2 separate regions of the Pan troglodytes genome follow, and region 1 is linked to region 2. A link is a contact called in public capture Hi-C data. All regions are on one chromosome and are shown on one strand. The core of a region is the stretch at or near the end of the contact, and the rest is flanking DNA. Distances in the headings are between cores, read along the strand shown.

Evidence for each region. Capture Hi-C pulls out chosen DNA fragments and counts their contacts.
Region 1: a capture Hi-C map of stem cell-derived neural stem cells shows a contact between it and region 2, with 2.8 times the contacts expected there. The contact joins two enhancer-like sites. A contact is called at or near these places in 4 of 7 Hi-C or Micro-C datasets (blood, induced pluripotent stem cells and stem cell-derived neural progenitor cells) and 1 of 1 other capture datasets (stem cell-derived neural stem cells).

What each region holds. Positions count from the first base shown.
Region 1 is chr1:43,420,085-43,423,024 of NHGRI_mPanTro3-v2.0_pri, forward strand. It overlaps SLC45A3 (solute carrier family 45 member 3), which reads left to right. Exons shown (of 5, transcript XM_514140.8): 5 at 1,077-2,879. The coding sequence ends at 1,514. Among named protein-coding and RNA genes, the nearest start is that of SLC45A3, 21 kb to the left of the region's middle. Within about 2 kb of position 1,652, at least 7 of the 24 cell types and tissues checked have an H3K27ac peak or open chromatin away from gene starts, as enhancers often do. A contact at or near this core is called in induced pluripotent stem cells and stem cell-derived neural stem cells, where this site is marked.
Region 2 is chr1:43,377,289-43,380,158 of NHGRI_mPanTro3-v2.0_pri, forward strand. No RefSeq gene overlaps it. Among named protein-coding and RNA genes, the nearest start is that of SLC45A3, 22 kb to the right of the region's middle. Within about 2 kb of position 1,608, at least 5 of the 24 cell types and tissues checked have an H3K27ac peak or open chromatin away from gene starts, as enhancers often do. A contact at or near this core is called in induced pluripotent stem cells and stem cell-derived neural stem cells, where this site is marked.

The sequences.
Region 1 (2,940 bases), core at 402-2,901, 43 kb after region 2:
TGGCCAGGCCTGAGTGTGTGCTGTCGTGCCAGGGAACGTTCTGGGGCTAGCCATCTTCTCCAGATGGAGGAGCATGTCTGTCCTCGGACCACTCCAGACTCCAACCTCAGCGGACATTCCTGGGGTGGCAGGCAGGGAGGAGAAGTCCTGGGAGGCCCCTTCCTAACAGCAGCTGATGGCAGACTTGGCACTGCACGCTGTCTGCCTGTTTCTTTGCCCACTTGTTGAGCTGCATGGTGAGCCGTGGGCTTCCCTGGCGTCAGGTTTGAGCTCTGCCATGGCTCCCACCTCGCAAATGCCCCCAACTCAACTCTTCTGGCATGGGGACAATGTTGGATAAGACCTGGCCTTGTCCTTAAATAGGAGGCTCTGGGCCATCAAGGGCAGGGGTTGGGGGGATGGTGGTCGACCAGTCACTCTGATCTAAGTCAGACAGCAGGAAGGAAGTGAGAAGCCTTCAACATTAGCACAGCTGGGGCTAGGGGAGGTGGGAAGAGGGACATTCCTCCTGCTTGGGGTCTACTGGATTCTCCCTGCCCCAAGGCTGGGGACAAGGGAGCTCATGGCAGGGCAGCTACCCTAGTGGCATCTGGGACCCCAGAGAGGCAGAGCTTCCAGATGTCAGAGTGGAGGGCAGGCAGGAAGGAAGGTTAGGAGAGCCTGCGTGGGGTTTGGGCCATCAGGGGCCCTGCCTTGGCTTTTGTTCCTCTGTTCTGTGCATCTCTTACCACCGTCTTCATTCCCCCTGTGTCTTTTCCTTACCTTGGAGCTCTGTTCTCTCTGATCTGTGATATTGAGTTTGTCTGCCTCTTACCTGTTCTAAGAGGCTAGAGGAAACCTAGACTTCTGGGTTCACATTTGTCCCCGCCCCACCCCGTTACCCTTCTCCCACTCCTGAGGAAGGGTCCTGGATAGACCTGGACCAAGTAGGGTCTCCATCTTCTCTCCTGCTCCTGATTCTCATGAAGTCCCATTGCTCCTGGGATGGAGGCCAGGGTCTGTTCTCACAGCTGGGGTGGTGCCACTGCTGGGTACACACCTGTCCTCTTCCCCTTTTCTTCACCCCTCTGCCTTAGGTGTTCCTGCCCAAATACCGAGGGGACACTGGAGGCGCTAGCAGTGAGGACAGCCTGATGACCAGCTTCCTGCCAGGCCCTAAGCCTGGAGCTCCCTTCCCTAATGGACACGTGGGTGCTGGAGGCAGTGGCCTGCTCCCACCTCCACCCGCGCTCTGCGGGGCCTCTGCCTGTGATGTCTCCGTACGTGTGGTGGTGGGTGAGCCCACCGAGGCCAGGGTGGTTCCGGGCCGGGGCATCTGCCTGGACCTCGCCATCCTGGATAGTGCCTTCCTGCTGTCCCAGGTGGCCCCATCCCTGTTTATGGGCTCCATCGTCCAGCTCAGCCAGTCTGTCACTGCCTATATGGTGTCTGCCGCAGGCCTGGGTCTGGTCGCCATTTACTTTGCTACACAGGTAGTATTTGACAAGAGTGACTTGGCCAAATACTCAGTGTAGAAAACTTCCAGCACATTGGGGTGGAGGGCCTGCCTCACTGGGTCCCAGCTCCCCCCTCCTGTTAGCCCCATGGGGCTGCCGGGCTGGCCGCCAGTTTCTGTTGCTGCCAAAGTAATGTGGCTCTCTGCTGCCACCCTGTGCTGCTGAGGTGCGTAGCTGCACAGCTGGGGGCTGGGGCGTCCCTCTCCTCTTTCCCCAGTCTCTAGGGCTGCCTGACTGGAGGCCTTCCAAGGGGGTTTCAGTCTGGACTTATACAGGGAGGCCAGAAGGGCTCCATGCACTGGAATGCGGGGACTCTGCAGGTGGATTACCCAGGCTCAGGGTTAACAGCTAGCCTCCTGGTTGAAACACACCTAGAGAAGGGTTTTTGGGAGCTGAATAAACTCAGTCACCTGGTTTCCCACCTCTAAGCCCCTTAACCTGCAGCTTCATTTAATGTAGCTCTTGCATGGGAGTTTCTAGGATGAAACACTCCTCCATGGGATTTGAACATATGAAAGTTATTTGTAGGGGAAGAGTCCTGAGGGGCAACACACAAGAACCAGGTCCCCTCAGCCCACAGCACTGTCTTTTTGCTGATCCACCCCCCTCTTACCTTTTATCAGGATGTCGCCTGTTGGTCCTTCTGTTGCCATCACAGGGACACAGGCATTTAAATATTTAACTTATTTATTTAACAAAGTAGAAGGGAATCCATTGCTAGCTTTTCTGTGTTGGTGTCTAATATTTGGGTAGGGTGGGGGATCCCCAACAATCAGGTCCCCTGAGATAGCTGGTCATTGGGCTGATCATTGCCAGAATCTTCTTCTCCTGGGGTCTGGCCCCCCAAAATGCCTAACCCAGGACCTTGGAAATTCTACTCATCCCAAATGATAATTCCAAATGCTGTTACCCAAGGTTAGGGTGTTGAAGGAAGGTGGAGGGTGGGGCTTCAGGTCTCAACGGCTTCCCTAACCACCCCTCTTCTCTTGGCCCAGCCTGGTTCCCCCCACTTCCACTCCCCTCTACTCTCTCTAGGACTGGGCTGATGAAGGCACTGCCCAAAATTTCCCCTACCCCCAACTTTCCCCACCGGCTCCACAACCCTGTTTGGAGCTACTGCAGGACCAGAAGCACAAAGTGCGGTTTCCCAAGCCTTTGTCCATCTCAGCCCCCAGAGTATATCTGTGCTTGGGGAATCTCACACAGAAACTCAGGAGCACCCCCTGCCTGAGCTAAGGGAGGTCTTATCTCTCAGGGGGGTTTAAGTGCCGTTTGCAATAATGTCGTCTTATTTATTTAGCAGGGTGAATATTTTATACTGTAAGTGAGCAATCAGAGTATAATGTTTATGGTGACAAAATTAAAGGCTTTCTTATATGTTTATTGGCATGTGTTTCTTTTATGAGGGGGAAAGTCCTGATCTTTCTACAACATTCTTAACTCT
Region 2 (2,870 bases), core at 358-2,857:
TTAATGTGCCACTGTGGAAGGGGATGCAAGCTGATCTGCCAGCTAGGTGGAGGACAAATTTTTTGTTAGTGGGGAGCTTTGCTTCCATTTTTTTTTTTCCTTGAGAGAAGAAAAATTGACCCAAAGTGATCAGGAAGTAATATATTGTTAAGTGGACAGTTTTGTGGGGCTTTTTTTTTTTTTTTCCTGTAGGATGGGGAAGAAGGAGAAATTTTTATCATAAGGAGTCAGACAAATGTTGGTTTATCTAAATCAGGATTTCTTTTTTTTTTTTTTTGAGACAGAATTTCACTCTTGTCACCAAGGCTGGAGTGCAATAGAGTGAGCCACCACCCCAGCCGAAATCAGGATTTTGTAACCTTAGCACGAATTGACAGATAATTCTTTGTTTTGGGGAGCTGTCCTGTGCATTGTAGGATGTTTACCAGCAACCCTGGCCTCTACCTATCAGATGCCAATAGCACTCTCTTCCCTAGTCATTTTGTTTTGTTTTGTTTTGCTTTGTTTTGTTTTTTTGAGATAGAGTTTCACTCTTTTTCCCAGGCTGGAGTGCAGTGGCAGGATCTCGGCTCACTGAAACCTCCACCTCCCGGTTTCAAGCAATTCTGCTTCCTCAGTCTCCCAAGTAGCTGAGATTACAGGCATGCGCCATCACGCGCTGCTAATTTTTGTAATTTTAATAGAGATGGGTTTCACCATGTTGGCCAGGCTGGTCTCGAACTCCTGACCTTGTGATCTGCCCACCTCAGCCTCCCAAAGTGCTGGGATTACAGCCGTGAGCCACCACGCCCAGCCTTCTAGTTGTTATTAAAAAAATAAAAAGTGTTCAGACACTGCCACATGTCCACTGGGGAATAAAATTGCCTCAATTGACAACACTGATCTAAATGTTTCCTACAATTTTTTTTCTAGTGATTTGGTCTTGAGTTTTTCATTCTATAGGTCTTATCAAAGAGCGAGGGACAAAGCTGGCTTCAAGAGAAGAAGCCCAACCCTTGGCCCCACTTGCCCTGCCTAGCTTAGGGAGCCCCAGGCAACCTCTGCTTTTTCACCTTGACCACTGCAGTCCATCTGGCAACCCAGACCTGGACTAGAAGCAGGAAGAAAAGGATCACGAGGAGGCACAGCACCTCTAGGAACGCACAACTAGGACTTACAGCTGGGGCTGGGCTTGCATCTGCCTGCCTCCTGCTGCACAGTGCTCCTAATGCAGCAAGATTTTCGGAATTCTATGTACCCTAGGGCACACCTAGTGTTTCTTGTTTGTGTTTGGCCTGTTCATGTGTATGATAGAGAAATAGAGAGGCAGAGTGTGGAATTTTTGTGTGTTTGGGAGGGTGGGGGGCTGGAACAGGGGCTTCTCATCACTCTGGAGCCCCTCTCTTGTCAATGCACCAAAGGATGTGTTCACTCTCCAGGGTCCTCCCATTTCCCCCAGCTAATTACTTGCCTATTTAATGAAAGGAAATAGTTTCTCAGCTAAGCTGGGAAACCCAAGTCCCTGGTGCCCCCTCATCATGGGTATCTGGGAAGGACAAGAAAGGAAGCAGCTGCTCCTACTTCTTGCCTTCCCAACCCTCTTGAGGGGTGCCCGGCCCCACCTGGAGACAGGAACCATTTCCTTCTGCCAGCAGGAGCCTCCAGACCTGCCACCGGGCATGGCCAGGACATGGATACGTTGAGAAAACCCAAGCAAAGGATGGGATTAGGTGGTGGATACGGGCTGGATGTCAACCAGACCCCTGAGGAAGCCAAGTTTTTTATTCACAGCCCCTCAGCTGCAGCCTAGGAGCGAGGGAGTGTGACTGTCCCCCACCCCTGCTGTGTACAGCTGCTGGGGACAGAGCCGGCTGCTCTAAGCTTGGCTGGGGTTGGGGGCAGGGACACAGTGGGGGAGGCAGGGGAGATTGGCTGAAGTCCCAGGACAAGGCTGCAAGATCTTCCTCTCCCTCCAGGGCCTCCCTCAGTCAGCACAGTCTCTGGGAGGTGGTTTCAGAAAACAGTCAGTTGGGGACTATAGGTGAGGGGGTGCTGGGGAGAGAAGTTACCGGTCCAGGAAACAGCTGGGCTGCTGTTTCCCTAGAGAGGTTACTCATGGAGCAGATTCCAGGATGTGAGGGTTCTGGGCACCTTTCCTCTTTCCACTACTGGAAAGGAGAGAGAGAGAGAGAGACCCACAGTGGTTCCATGGTCTCTTCAACACCTACAGTGAGATGGAAGCTGGTCAGCTGGGAGCCTGGCAATGTGGGATTACACAAGAGAAAATCTCTGGCCTCTTCTCTTTCAGCCACCCACCCTCCAAAAAACACAAAAATTTCATACTCTGCCTCTCTATTTCTCTATCATACACATGAACAGGTCAAACACAAACAAGAAACAGGGTTATCCTGAAGGTTCTAAGAGCTTCCCACCTCCCAATTCTCCTTTAAAAAAAATAAAATGCCAAAGTTGAAGAGACTGGGATTGGGGAAATCGGGAAGAGGAGTAACCTGAACATATGGTCCTTCACCAATCATTTAGCAATGTCTTCCCGGAAGAAAATCAGGACAGTCATTTGTTGTGCATCGATGGCATTCAGCTAGATAAGAGAAACAGGCAGAAGAAAGAAACCGGAAACACAGTTGAGAGTACAAGCCCTTTGAGGGCAGGAGACCTTTCAAGTCTTTTGTGTTTGGTTTTTGTTTTGTTTTGTTTTGTTTTGTTTTTGAGATGGAGCCTTGCTCTGTCGCCCAGGCTGGAGTGCAGTGGCGTGATCTCAGCTCACTGAGGGATCATGCCACCTCTGCCTCCCATGTTCAAGCACTTCTGCCTCAGCCTCCTGAGTAGCTGGGATTACAAGTGTGCACCACCAGGCCAGGCTAATTTTTTTA